Linked DNA regions of Sus scrofa: all the other regions are linked to region 3. Evidence: chromatin contacts called from public HiChIP or PLAC-seq data. All regions are on one chromosome and are shown on one strand. The core of a region is the stretch at or near the end of the contact, and the rest is flanking DNA. Distances in the headings are between cores, read along the strand shown. Region 1 has its middle 31 kb from the start of GTDC1. Region 2 has its middle 84 kb from the start of GTDC1. Region 3 holds the start of ZEB2 (zinc finger E-box-binding homeobox 2).

Region 1 (4,937 bases), core at 2,253-4,752, 200 kb before region 3:
TGAATTTTCTTATTCTTATGTAACCTATCGAGCTATATTTATGTATTCTTCTGTATTTTTTTAAAAGGTTTGCTTTAGGGAAAAATAATTAAAATCTACAAATGGATCTATTTATTGTCCCCTCCCCCTATGGACGGTTTCCAGAAGACAACAATGGAATTCCTGATTTGAACAGACTATCAATGTTAAACCCATGTATTTCTTATTAAATATACCTTATTTATAAGGTAAAAGGGCTTTGCTGAACTATTTAAGCACTCTTTAAAAAAAAAAAATGCACACACAATCAAGAGGCTTTCCTAAAGACTATATTTGAAAATAGGAAAGTTTTCCAAATATTAATCATAATATTCCCAAATAAAATCTGCAAGGCAGTTCAATTACAGCACAATAAATGAATGACAGGGCATTTTACTTCAAAATCCCTGAGTTTTAGGATCTGAACATCTATAAGAACCTCCCTTTCATTCCAGATTCAAGAGTTTAAGGCATTCAAATGCTACAACACACCTGTCTCTGTTACAGGCATTGCCTCAGTGAAAAAATAGCTTAAAAACCATGAAATGAAATCAATTCCACATAACGCTATCGAATAACTCTGATCGCTAATCTGACTTGTAAATTAGCTGTGTGTAACTTCCACTGTTCAGCAACCTGCAGATCTTTTTCCTAGCGGAATGGGTGTATGTTAGCTGCACTTCACTCTGACCAAAAACATGCAATAGTAGCAGTGGCACACTGGCAAACTGAATAGTACAGACCTTAAATAAAGATTTCAAGGTAAGTCATAAGGAAATCTTTTTCTGTTTGTGGATGAGCTGTATGAACTATATAAAATGTAATCTGTTTTGTATCCTGGGCTGCTAGAGTTTTTGTTGAATGCTAGATGAAAAAAAATATTGGATATTCACGGAGGAAAAAAATGGGATTCAACTTTGAATCTACCCAACTCATTTCCCTGCACTGCTTTCAAATCCTCTGTAACCAGTATAAATAGATGTATACCAAAGCAGGGACTCTGATCAAATAAAATATTGATTTGGTTCAGAGAATATTCTGATGTTCCAGTTTTCCTTTGATTCAACAGTTCTAGAAAATACACAGGTTTATTTCCAGTTCACATCTGCTCATTAAATCATTTTAAATGATTTTAGTTAACAGATCTGGATATTAATTTATTAATAGCTCTTATTAATTTGTAGTTATAAATTTATTAACTGTTGTATGCACATTAACACTGTACAGTATGATTATCTACTCACTATCCAGTTCAAGATCCTACACAAAAGGATATTTTCCTAAAAAACTCTAGGTACAGTAGCCTTTCTGCAAATAGAAATATAATTTAAATACTCTAGGGAGGAGCAAAATTTCAAAAATCCCCCAAAGAAAAATCACAGTCCTTATATTAAACTTTTTAGGTAAACTATTTTAGGTTAAGCAGATATTTCTCTTTATAGCATTTCCCTTAGTGTCAGAAAGTTCAATACTAAAAGGTGTTAACTATATTAAGTCCCATAAATAGACAGGATCTCTAAAGTTTGATGACCAAAGCCAATTATCATACATCATTATGGGATGGTAATACATTATACATTCCCCAAGTAAAGATCAAATTTACTTCATCCACCCCTACTTCCACCCAAAAAAATCAGTTATTTAATCATGAAGTCCTTGGAATCATAGTAGGGCTTGATGCCATATTGGTGTCACACTCAGCCAGTTATCCAAAGAATATGCCAGCCTTCTTTTTCAACTTCTTTGTCTACTAGTGCATCACTGGACCCAGCAGGCAGTTCACCCAGACAGTCTATTTCAGTAACGGATTTTGGCTCTCTGTGCACAACAGATGAAAATCTTTACGAAGTATCCAGTCTGTCTTTTAGCTGAGAGATCTGAACCTGCTGCAGATGTCACATCTAAATTCTTGAACGGGTTTTTATCATCAGTGTCACCTATAAAACAAGAAGTGTCACCAACAGCATTGTCCTAAGAAACATCTATTTCATTAATGCTAATAAAATTTCTGCATCATAACTAATTGCCATTTATTTGCCTAAAAACAAAAGCAAACTAGAGCCTACGGTCCAAAATTCAGCCCACAGCCTGTTCTTGCATAGCCACAATCTAAAGACAGATTTTATATTTATTAATAGCTGAAAAAAAGTTTCTTTAAAAGACTAACAAGAGTTCCTGCTTTGGAATAGTGGGTTAGGAACCAGTGTTGTCTCTGCAGCAGCTCAGGTCACTGTGGAGGCACAGATTCAATCCCTGGTCCAGCACAGTGGGTTAAAAATCTGGCATTCACTCATCTGTGGCATAGGTTGAGTTGTGGCTTGAATTTGATCCCTGGCCTGGGAACTTCCGTATGTCATGGGTGCAGCCAAAAATAATAAAATAAAATAAAAAGAGTAATATTTTATGACAAGTGAAAATTATATGAAATTCAATTTTCAGTCTCCATAAAGTTTCATTGAAACATAACTGCTCATTCATTTATGTATTTTTCTATGGCTGTTTTCACACTACAATGACAGACTTAAGTAGGTGCAACAGAGACCATGCCACCCATAAAGGTTAAAATATTTACTATCTGGTGCTTTTTTTTTTTTTTTTTTTTTTTTTTTTTTGCTGCAACTGTGACATTTGGAAGTTCCCGGGCCAGATATCAAACCCGCATTACATTTGCAGCCTGCGCCACAGCTGCAGCAATGTTGGATCCCTAACCCACTGTACCACATAGGAACTTCCTTTAAAAATTGTTTAAAAAAAAAAAGTTTGCTCACCCTTGGCTTAGAGAGTATTTAGTGGTTAGGTTATATGATGCCAAGTGTCTGCTACATGAAGAACGTGGGTGTGACGACCTAGTTGTTCCCCTGCCATACTTTCATCAGTTGGTTTAACAAATATTTCTCAGGCAGGTGTGTCACTTCAGTGTAGACAGCTAACTATAGTCACTTTGCTTTCCACTTTAGCTCAGCCTTGCCTCAATCCAAAGGGTCAACAATGCTCTTGAGAAGGAAGAAAACAAGCTCAACCTCAAGTTAAATTCTAGTTCTCCAAAGCTGGTCTTCTCTGAGTCCCCAAGTTCTTCTGGTTCTGGATTTCTGCTTTATATCCACCATTCTCCATAACAGGCTTCCTGTGGGACACCTCTCTTAAAAGTCTATATTTCCTATTAGAGACCCTAGGGCAGCAGGATGAGTCACAGCACTCCTTGACTGAACTGTGCCAGCTGATTATCAGTTCTATGCCTGCCCTAACAATCACTCTACAACATGAATCTGTTTGGGGTCCCTGTGAATAGCTTGCATGTTCCACCACTCTCCTGGCTTCCACTACTCTTTCTGATCATAAATACCTCTGAAGTTCATCAACTGCCTTTTACATTAAAACCTTTGGCCTATAAATCCATAAGTTCAACCTCTGCAATTGCCTTCTATTTCTTGAGCTCAGTTCATGCAATAACCAAACAGAGGAGCACAACACAACAAAACTCTATAAATGGATTTCCCAACCTAGGACTAACCACTTCTTATTTTTTAGCAACTGCTGTAAAAGGGAATATATCACCCCCAAGCAGCATCCAAAACATCCCTTCTCCTTTTTCCCTCCACCATAACTGCTTCATCTGAGACTGTTGCCCCTTCTACCCACTTAGGTTATCCTAGGTGCCTAGGATACTGCACCTCCAGAACATTGCTTCACAATGTCTCTCTTGCTTCTAGTCAAGCTTTAACATTCATTTCTATTGTAAGCGGGAAAAGGGGGTTTCTTGCCACTGTTGCACTGCAATGGGGTAATATATCTGGCTAGACTTCTAAGAGTATAATTCAGAATATAATTCCCCACAGAAAGCTGTTAATAGTCCACAACAAGGCTATTCCTATACTATTAATGGCACTATAGAACCCATCTGTAATTCATATTATATTGTTGCAAAAATGACTAATTCACAAACTCACTCATAAGTTGTGGATTTTCTAGAAAATAGCTATGAAATGTCAGGAAGACTTTACAGTAGACAGATTAGCGTAGTATAAAGACTTCAGAGAAAATAGCAGTTTATTTTCAGCAAAATGAACTTCACTACAACCCTGAAGTAGCTTGCTATGGTGAACAGGTCTTAAAACTGCATGAATAGCTCACAACCAAAAGAGTGGTATCAATAATGAATACACTGACTGGAATGACCACTGACCACAATCTCAATTCTTCAAGGCAACCATATAAGTAGGTAGCGTCAATCTTAAATAAAAATGAAAATCTTTATAAAAACACCTTTGCCTGCATGGGAAATGACGGAGAACTCCTGTGACATACCCTTACAACCAGGAAAAGAAACTAAAGAGATGTTGTCCATATTCCAAAGAAATAGTCAAAAGATTAAAACTTGAGAACTTTATTCATCTTAAAGAAACAGTTCTCAAACTTCCTAGTATCAGGACTCCTTTGTGTTCTTAAAATTGAGGACTCTCAAGAGTTTTTGTCAATATGAGTTATAATTATCAATATTAACCACATTAGGAATTAATGAGAAAATTTTAAATATTGATTCACTTTATATTTTCATGACATTTAATACAGTAAATAATTTATGAAAAATTATTTCTTACACAAAAAAGCTTAGTGATAAAAATGATACCGTTCATAACTTTTGCAAATTTCGTTCATGTCTAACTTAACAGAAGACAGCTAGATTCTCTTATCTGCTTCTACACACAGCCCACTGTGATACACTGTTTTGACTGAACTATATTTTTAAAAAATAGCCCCAGACAAATATGTAGTGAGAAAAAAGGAAGTACACATTAATACTAATAACATATTCAGATAACTATGAATGTTCTTCTTTGTTACTACACCAAAACTTGACAAGTAGGAGTTCACAGGTTAGCTGTGATAACAAATCTAAAATCACAGAAGCTTTTGGTATT
Region 2 (4,484 bases), core at 1,527-4,026, 150 kb before region 3:
AAAGAATATACACTGCAATTTTCAGTAGCACTAACATTCTAGAATGCCATGTCCTGCACAGAACTAGAGAGTTTTGACTCCAGAGCAGCAGCTTTTAAACACTAGGCATCCTGATGGTTTTTGATTAATTATGAACCACTGTATGGGTATTGTTACCTAGAAGGATTAAATATTGAAGTTTTACAATGCTTTTTTAAATTTATAAGTTTGGGGAACAAAATCTCACTTTAATTCACCTGTGTTCAGTGTAAAGCAAAGCCTTTGGTGAGAGAGGAAGGAGTGGAGAGCCAGGGAGCCTATCAGAGTCTGGCCGTGCCTCCACAGAGGAGCTCTATGCAACCTGGGTACCCTGATTGGAAGGTAGTGAGAACCATTACTTTCCCTAGAGGTATTCATGGCATCACACTTTTGTGAAGAACCCCTTCTCAGGCTGTAGCTGCCATTTCTGGAGGCTGGGCTATTATACCTTTTCATACTTTTTTTTTCTTGGAATGAGTTAGCCTGGGAAATGGCTCTGCCCTTGAACCTAAAGTCACTCTTTCCTTAAAATATTTTCTAACACCTATAATAACATGAGTCTATTTTACTGCCACCAAATTCTATAGAAAAGAAAATCTAATATGTTTAAAACTTTGTTTGGAAGGAGACTAGAGAAGATAATTAGTTCTAAAAGAAAGATATCAACATTTTATGCAAGAAAATTGGTTAAGCTGAGTATTACTTATTAATCCACTCTTAGAATGTAAACGAATTTTTTTGGTAGTAACCGAAAAATTCTTCTTTATTGTGAGAAAACATTATAGCATGACATCAGGTTGTTTTTTTCCTAATAAATGTAAATACACAGGGTGGAAAAAAGAGTGTAAAATCAGCAAATTGCCCTCAATTCAGCAAAAAATGGGAAGAGATTTGCTAGGGAAGCTGCCTCTGCCAGAAATTAAGCACTGTACTATTTGATTTCATACATTCATTAAAACAGCAATGAAAGAGTAGCTGTGGATGATTGGACAGCAAGTAAATAACAGCTATATTTAGATAAAGGTCAGATATAGATCTTGAGTTTCCTCTGTATGGGATAATTTCTGTAGTTGAATTATCTCTGAAGATATATCATTGACTATATAAGGAAGCTTCATGATTACAAAATTAATGTTTTTTATTTAATAAGTTTCAGGTCTTGAGTGCTCTTACTACTCAAATATTTGTTTCAACCATAGGTATTGCTTTTATTCTTTCAATGTAAGAGAATTCTTTAGGGTATGGATTCCTAAATCCCCAGAATATTTCCTGTCAGATTCATTTTTCAATTTGAGAACACAGAACTTTTAGTTTAATGGTAGTCTTTCAAGGTCCTGTGATGCTGTTGGTTTATTAAGCACAACACATATGAAGCCTGGTTTTCTCAAAAGCTTATTTCCTAGGGCTTTCCATACCATGTAAAGGAAATCCAATCATACCTTTTTCTAGTTGAAGTTTTCAGATGCAAAAGAATAATAACGCCCTGACAAAATAAGGTAGTTGGTTCAATTTTAGTCCATACTGAAGAATGAGAAGAGGAAGAAATAGAGAAGGAGGAGAAGGAGGGGGAGAGGGTGGAGGTAGAGGAGGAGGGAGAGAGAGAAAAAAGGAGGAATAAAGGGGGGAGGGGAGAAAGGAGAGGGTAAGGGAAAGTGTTGAGTGGGGAGGAGAAGAGAAGGAAAGAGAAGTCAATGACAATGTGATGCTTTATCTTGGACTTTGGACAGTGTGGGAGACATCTGGATATGGTAATGTCATTTTCACTGGTAGCCATTATTTAAAATTATTCAGTATCCACATCCTATGATTCAGCATTCTGGAACACTACCACACCTACAGAGACTCAGGGGGTTTGAACCAATAATAGAGAATGTTAAACTTTACAAAGGTTAAGCCAAAATGACAAAATAACACAAGAAACAAAAACAATATCCCCAAATCTAAAATACCGAAAACATCTACTCTTTAAATTAAACAAAGTATAACAATTTTTAAATAAAATGAATTTAAAGCATTAACTTGATGATTTGCAAGGATTCTTGCATTGTGTGGTATCATTATGTTGTACTACTATAATGATCAAATCCACGGATTCATTACAATAATATCAAATAGTCCTAATCCTAGCAGTTTTTAAAACCACAGATGGCATAAATATCCATATGCACAATGCAGTTGGAATTGGTGATAAATTAATTTTCCCCCATTTATGGCAATAGACCTGTTATGTGTGTGCCCGAGGAGCTACAATTAAGAATGAGGGGAAACACTGCTTAATGAAGTTGGGATTAAGCAGTTAAAAAGAATTTTTAGGCTCAAAACTGTTAGAGAGCTGACCTGTTTATAGGAAATGGGTCTGCTAGAATTAGAAGTGGAAAATAAGGAGATGATAATGAAATACAGTTTAACCAGTAAAGGGCGGCGAACATACGTATCACACCACACCATACAAATATGCTGCCAGTTTAGATATACAGTGTGGTTCCTTTTGTCAAGCTATTCTATTTCCTGTTAGGAAGGCTAACTCTAAAATATGGTTTTCAGGAAGGAGGAATAGAAAAAGAGCTTCATTAAAATGCTTATTTCCTCAAATTTCTCTCAGTGTTTGTCATACTGAGATGATATCCTTATAAGTCACCGATTTATTCATAACTTAGAGGAAATAGGTTTCGGTCTTGACTGCTTACTAATGGTCAAGCATCCACATCTGGAAGTCACTAGATGGTGTTGTTTTGGGTGAAAGGTCAGACTCTAAGTGGGAGATGACCCATCAATCAGGTGCTTGCATCACTTTCCCGGTTACGTTCCAGCCATATTTATCCATAGTGGGCAGAAGGCAATTTGAAGTGACTTTCTCTCCCCTTCCCCCGATAAGGCAAGGAGGTTGTTCACCAGCAACAAAGCTCATGCCCAAATACTGCTACCTTGTGGAGTTCTTCATTAGCAACTGTGAAAAATAGGTAATTAGTACTGAGGAGAGTAGACATAATTTAATCTATTACAGTGTGGATTTCTTGTTTTCTGGTTCAAATATGAAGTCCAACTTGGTCCCATAGAAGGAGTTTATTATAGCTGAACCCTTGAGGAAAATGGTTCCTACAGCAGCTCTTCACACTCCCGTACCTTCCAGCATTATCTTCTCTTCTCAACTTGTTAAACTCCTATAGGCTCTTCAATGCCAAATTCAAACAGCCTCTTTTCTCTGAAGCCTTTCCTAGCTCCCCTGGGCAGAGGTCTCACAGGAGGATCAGAACACCTGCCTCTCTGTTGCCCCTGTAACAATCTGTTTGCACATGAGCTTCCATATTTATTATTTCACATCTATTCCTGCTGTCTAACACAACGACTGGTGTTGACTGGCAATCAGTAAACACTTACAAATGACCTGTTTGAAAAGAATTTGGACATGCGTCCTTCCATCCAAGAACATTGTAAAAACCAAGTATACTTCAATAAAATAAAATTTTTAAAAATACTTTAACAAACCCTGATCTTAATAAGCCAAAAAAGAGAGAATATATCAAGGCATTCCACCTATTTAGACTATTTAGAGGAGCAGAAAGTAACTAAACAGGATGGCAAGAGTTAACATCATTCTAATTCATTTTAAGTAACATCATTTTAGCATGCTACCTATCTATTTACCTATCAATCTGTCAAGTCTTTTCATGTTTACAGTAGGAATGGCCTTCAGGTTGCCATCTACATATATTTTTCAAGCCCGTCTTCATGGAAATGTTTGTTTACATGGGCTTAAGAAATACGTGGTGTTGTTTTCACAGAGACTTAAGAAATACTTGGCTGAACAATGTAACAGAAAAAAAAAAAAAAGACTTAAGGAACAAAAAGTACCAAAGAAAACTTAGTATTCATCAGAATTAAAATTAGCCAAAGGAAAACAATAATCATAAGCTATAAACCTTTTCCTGCTATGTGGATCATCAGTTTTCATCTCCAGCAGCTTCCCCTCCTGAGTCTCTGTCAAGTTACGAAAGAAGTTCCCCGTATGGGCCGATTCATCTGATAGACAAGGCTATCTCTTGATTTAAAAGTCTCTGTGTATAATATGCAAAAGGGCTAACGAGAAGGTTCGAATTGTGAGCAGAGCCTTGTTACAAAGGTTTACCCTTGTGACTACTTCATTATCACCCTGGATTATCTGCTCAGAGCAGCGGAGACACTGCCTATCTAGAATCACACAGAACAGCCTCCTCAGTTCTCATGCTCTGAGGCCTCTCATTGGACTGATAATTGTCAAGCATTCCTTCCTCTTTCAGTAACCCTAGGATCACGCCCACCAGGAAACAAAGGGTCCCTTTGAGGATGAATCTTGAGACAATCCCAGCCCCCTAAAAATTACATGCTGGGAAATATCTAAGTACTGAAATGATTGTGTTCCTTTTCAAGAACTCTCTGTGGACTTAACTCTAGGAATAGGTTATCAAAGGGAGACTTTCCTCAAAACC
Region 3 (4,796 bases), core at 1,556-4,055:
TTGTGTTTGTTACTGTTTGGTGTGTTGCACCCGCGAGGGGATCAGAGAGACAAGAATTACATCTTCAAAATGAGTCATAACTCCTGACCGTATGAGGGAATGCACACGGCGGTACAGTAAGGCTGCTTGACTCAGGGCTAGGCGGACCCTTTCCTCCGAAAAGTCCTCAGCCTGGCTCGGAACTTGGGGTGAGGCGAGGCTTTCTTTAGCCCTCATCTTGTCTCATCCCCCCCCACCCCATTCCCCAGAGGAAGCAAACAAACAAACAAACAAACAACGCGAAACAACCCCCGGATGAAGCACACTTGGGCAAATTGATAATAGTAATTATAGGAAGCCCACTCGTCCCGCGCCCCCTCCCCTCCCCTTTCGGAGTTTATCGAGGCACTGTCTCTTCCTCCCCCCTCACCTCCGCCCCCAAATTAAAATTTCCCGTTTCACGCCGCAATAAAAAATATAATTATAAGCTTCTTTGGACACTGTCCCTTCCCCCCAACCTTCGCCACTTTGACAATATTTACTTAAGTATTTCCCCCCACCTCACTCACACACATGCTCCCCCACACTGGTTCCCTTAAATAGTTCCAGTAGAAAATTGTTTTTTCCCCTCAAGAAAGGAAAGAGAAAGTCCAACCGCGACGGCAATACTTTTAAGCTCTACTAAACGATCGTATCCTTTCTGGCTTCGAAACTTTTGTACCTAAAAATCGAGAGAGGCGCTGCATTTTTTTCAGCTGAAACTGTCAAAACTTGGAGAAGGGGAACCTCAGAGGCAGGCTGGAGAGGAGGAGAATCCCGAAACTCGGTGGAGGTTGGGAAGATGCTGTGCCTCGAGGATTAGTTTAAACAGGGGGCTATAAAAGATGTAACAGATGCAAACTGTAACACAAGGGCCATTAACCCTTTCTCTGCCGAGCACACTCAGTCCCCACGTCCCGCACCTATTGTCTCCTGTGCTAAAGGCTTTGCGGAAAACCTGGAAAGTGAGTATCAGTTTCCACACATTTGCTGACAGGGGTGGAGGTTGGGGGGGCGGTGGGCAGAAAGAAGGGGAAGTGGATGATTTAGAAAGCACCTTGAATTTAACCTAGGCATAGTGGGAGACTTTTAACACATTTTCTCATTTCTTGGCTCTCCTATGGATTTGAAATTGTTGGGAAAAATTCCTGAAATAAAGAAATGGTCACACAAGTATCTGGGATGAAACAGCTGGCCTGTCTGTATTCATGCTGAGACTTACACACGATTGCATATAAATATATGTTTAATAAAGTAAGCTGCTAGTTTTATGAGCATTTGTGTGTGAGGGAGAGACAGGGCATTTGTGCTGTAAACTTTATCTTTGCCTGTTATTTCTAACTCTGGAGTTAGTAATCTTGCCTTCATCATTATAGGGGGAGCATGTAAAATATATAAGTAAGTGGGAGATAAACACATTCATGTTAGCGGGGCTCACCACTGTTCCTGGGAACTCCTGCTATCTCTCTTGACTTTTCAGTGCCAAAGTATGGCATGGAATATTTGTATGTATGTGTCTCCTGTGAAATCCATGTCTATATTACTTTGCCATTTGAAATACAATTTCAAAAGTTATCCCTAATTTAAAACTCTAATATCCTGACAGTTTTCTTCCCAACTGTAGTGACCCCCCCCCCCACTACTTTGGTAAACGACTCAAGTTCCATGAGGACTTTCACTTCTTTATTTATCATCACAGAAGTGAGGTGTTACTTCACATACACACACACACAAAGAATGAAATAAAGAAATGAAACTCGCTAAGCAGACAAAAACAAGCAACTTTCTGCTTAGAAAACAGCCTTCTTCGGTAGAAAAGGTTGGACTGCCATATCTAAGAGAAAGACTTGCTCCCGAATTTGGTAGGTTTGTATCCATCAAGTTTTGTAATTATTAACAGGTATTTGCCAAGTTTTAATTGCTGAATACAATGAATTGGAATTAGACATGACAATAGAGCAGAACCTCTCCCCCTGAAGAGTTTTTATTCCAACCACATAGTTCTCAATAAAACTTTTCCTAGGCTGGGTAGCAAAAGGCACCTTTGGTTACCTGAATGGACAGGTACAGGGCAAATTATTTGGAGGAGGAAAAAAGAGAAAAGGAAGGAGAGAGAGAGGGAGTGAGAGAGAAATCCAAGAAGTCACTCTTGGGAAAAGCTTGCCGTAAAGGAGCTAAACCCACCTGAAATTCCTACCCACAGACACTCCTTCGCACTTCAGACTCCCATCCTCACTTAAAAGGAGAAAATCATGAAAGGAGGGTGGGGGATGACCATGCCAAAAAGGAATAAAAAGAGAGAAAAGGGGGAAAAAAACCTACCTGCGAAGTCTTGTTTGTAGTTTTGGCCAGAAATGGTGAGAAGAAAAAGCATGAAGAAGCCGCGAAGTGTGGGGAAGAAAAAGGTGGAAGCGAAGAAACAGCTCCCGGAGCAAACTGTACAAAACCTCGCCAAGAGTGTCGGGAGGCAGGACCGTTATTCCTGCGGAGCAGGTTAGAACTGATCTCTTTCGGCCACTCCAGGAAACACAAACCTGGGGACGGACTGACGTGTTACGCCTCTTCTAATGACATTTTTTTCTTTTTCTTTTCTGTAGGAGAGAGAGAGACCCTGAAACACGCGCCACCTATCTTTGTGGGGAGGGATAATTGAAGCGCCCTGAGCGTGAGCATCATGTGAAAACGTGATCGCCAAGTTTCTCTCTGGGAAAGGATCTGGGATAGATTATACCTTGAAGTCTCCGCAAACGCTTTAGTGGAAGAAATGAAATTCCACCTCCCTCCCTTCCTCTCTCCCTCCCTCTCGCCTCCCTCCCTCCCTTCTCCACGCCCCCCCCCCCCCCGTAAAGCCTTTGGCATCATTATCCTCATCTCCTCATCACTAAATCCTACAGAGTACAGGGCGGAAAACGGTGCACACCATTCACAGAACTGGAGAACTCTTAAGGGGCGAAAGTTAAAGGGAAAGATCCCGGTTCTTCAATCCAGATCGCTTCTTCTTATACAGATATCTCTAATGACCAGATTTGAGATGCACATTAAGTTGTGTGGATTTCTCAGCACAGCTTCTGGAACTAAATTTTTTGCCCTTTCTCTTATTTTTTTGTCTTTTTAGATGCCAGAGCCAGAAAAAAAAAATGTTGCATGTGAACTGCATTTTAGGGTGTGTGTTGGGGGTGTGTGTGTGTGATGAATTTCTGGATTGGATCCCAATACTAAAAAGTGGTTTGGCATTTTTAAAAAGGGTCTCTAAGTGAATTAACATAGCGGGCTGAGTTGCCTCGATCTCTGAGTCTCTCTACATCTCACGGAGACCTCACTACAAAGTGAGGGAGTGTGTGTGTGTGTGTGTGTGTGTGTGTGTGTGTGTAGGGAGGCAGGAGGAATAGGAGAAAGGCCATAGAGGAACTTAGCAGGGAAGGATGAGCATGATATTAAACGGCATGGGGTCTAAGTTTTGGAGTATACATTTTTTGATATTGCAATTAAAGTAAAATTAAAAAGAAAAGACTCCACCTTTGCTCTGAAGGGATTGGTTATGTAAATATGGAAGGGATTTCCTGGAGAATACAGCTTTCTACTGTATGGTTAATTAAATAATCACTCAAAAGCTTCCAACGTGACGCTTCTGTCGTAATCCAATCAGGTTACATAGGTCCTAAACAAGAAAGATATTTTCCACATCTGGAAGTCAGCAATTTAGCAAGTACTGCACATTATTAACCAATTCAGAGCCCACTTCCCAGGGGAATTTTTTTTGAAGTTTAAGTGTTCTTAACCAATGCTCTGCTGTTTTGTTAATCAAAAAGCTGGTTTACACTGCACATAATTGGAACTAATATAGAAGTAAATAAAGACAGCCAAATTTGAGGATGCTGAGCACAGGCATTTATAGGAAAAGGAAGAAATCTCTTAGCCTCCAGTGGTTCAGGCTCAGTTTCTTAAAGAACTGTGAGGTTTTTTTGTTGTTGTTGTTGTTGTTGTTGTTTTAAGAGTGAAAGTGCTTGAGAACCTCAGAGCACAAATAAACTTTCAGTCCCACTGCCTTTGGGCTTTCTTGCAAAGGTAAAGGTGGAGGTGTCAAGAGGACTGAAGAGCAGCCTCATGCCAAAATTTTCTGCTTTAATATTGTTAATATGTTACAGCCCCCTGTTTTCAGTCTGATGAAATCTGAAACAAATAACACCCTGATCCAACACTAGACTTTTACTTATATTAAGATAAACTGCTTTGAACTGTGCTTTGAAATGTGTGCCTAAAGCAAGACTTTGAATGCAAGACTCACTGGCAATTGCACTCAGAGGAGGGAAAAGCCACCACAAGAGTTGCCACATCCACACTCCCAGAGGTGCATGTCTTTGTATTTTGTATGTTTATTTTTTTTAAGGGGGGGAGCAGTAGCCACCCAGCATGACCACAGCTAGTTCTGACTTTAGCCTACAAGAAAGTACATTTTCACTATTGGTTACAGACTCACTTCTTTCCCACCTTGAGTATTTATTACACTGAGAATCTTCTCACCCATCCCATTACAGATAAATTACCTGTAGAGGAGCATTCAAGATCATCAGTGTAAAATTAATAATAAAAAAAGAAAACTAAAGACTTCCAACAGAGGTCAGGCACATTCTCCACCTTATGTTGTGCATTTCTTTTAATATTTCTATCTCTATAAATATATGACTTATCAACTTCCTCTTCTGAGATTTATTTCTATTATTAATGTCCTTTTTTCTTTCTCTTCCCACTTTTTTATTTAAAAAAAAGTCAATTCCAGC

Evidence for each region. HiChIP or PLAC-seq counts read pairs in DNA pulled down with a chosen protein or histone mark.
Region 1: an H3K27ac HiChIP or PLAC-seq map of alveolar macrophages shows a contact between it and region 3. The contact joins the enhancer-like site here to the promoter of ZEB2 in region 3. A contact is called at or near these places in 2 of 5 promoter capture datasets (fetal liver and skeletal muscle), 19 of 47 Hi-C or Micro-C datasets (adipose tissue, alveolar macrophages, brain and 12 more) and 2 of 2 datasets of contacts at active chromatin or transcription factors (alveolar macrophages and skeletal muscle).
Region 2: an H3K27ac HiChIP or PLAC-seq map of alveolar macrophages shows a contact between it and region 3. The contact joins the enhancer-like site here to the promoter of ZEB2 in region 3. A contact is called at or near these places in 5 of 47 Hi-C or Micro-C datasets (heart right ventricle, liver, retroperitoneal adipose tissue and 1 more) and 2 of 2 datasets of contacts at active chromatin or transcription factors (alveolar macrophages and skeletal muscle).

The regions. Positions count from the first base shown.
Region 1 is chr15:7,695,361-7,700,297 of Sscrofa11.1, reverse strand. It overlaps a transcript of GTDC1 not described here. Among named protein-coding and RNA genes, the nearest start is that of GTDC1, 31 kb to the left of the region's middle. Within about 2 kb of position 3,502, at least 3 of the 83 cell types and tissues checked have an H3K27ac peak or open chromatin away from gene starts, as enhancers often do. A contact at or near this core is called in alveolar macrophages, where this site is marked.
Region 2 is chr15:7,642,508-7,646,991 of Sscrofa11.1, reverse strand. No RefSeq gene overlaps it. Among named protein-coding and RNA genes, the nearest start is that of GTDC1, 84 kb to the left of the region's middle. Within about 2 kb of position 2,776, at least 9 of the 83 cell types and tissues checked have an H3K27ac peak or open chromatin away from gene starts, as enhancers often do. A contact at or near this core is called in alveolar macrophages, retroperitoneal adipose tissue and subcutaneous adipose tissue, where this site is marked.
Region 3 is chr15:7,496,888-7,501,683 of Sscrofa11.1, reverse strand. It overlaps ZEB2 (zinc finger E-box-binding homeobox 2), which reads right to left and starts at 2,805. Exons shown (of 10, transcript XM_021076506.1): 1 at 2,341-2,805. LOC110257199 reads left to right here. Exons shown (of 2, transcript XR_002339482.1): 2 at 2,361-2,454. LOC110257200 (a long non-coding RNA gene) reads right to left here. Exons shown (of 2, transcript XR_002339483.1): 2 at 4,758-4,796.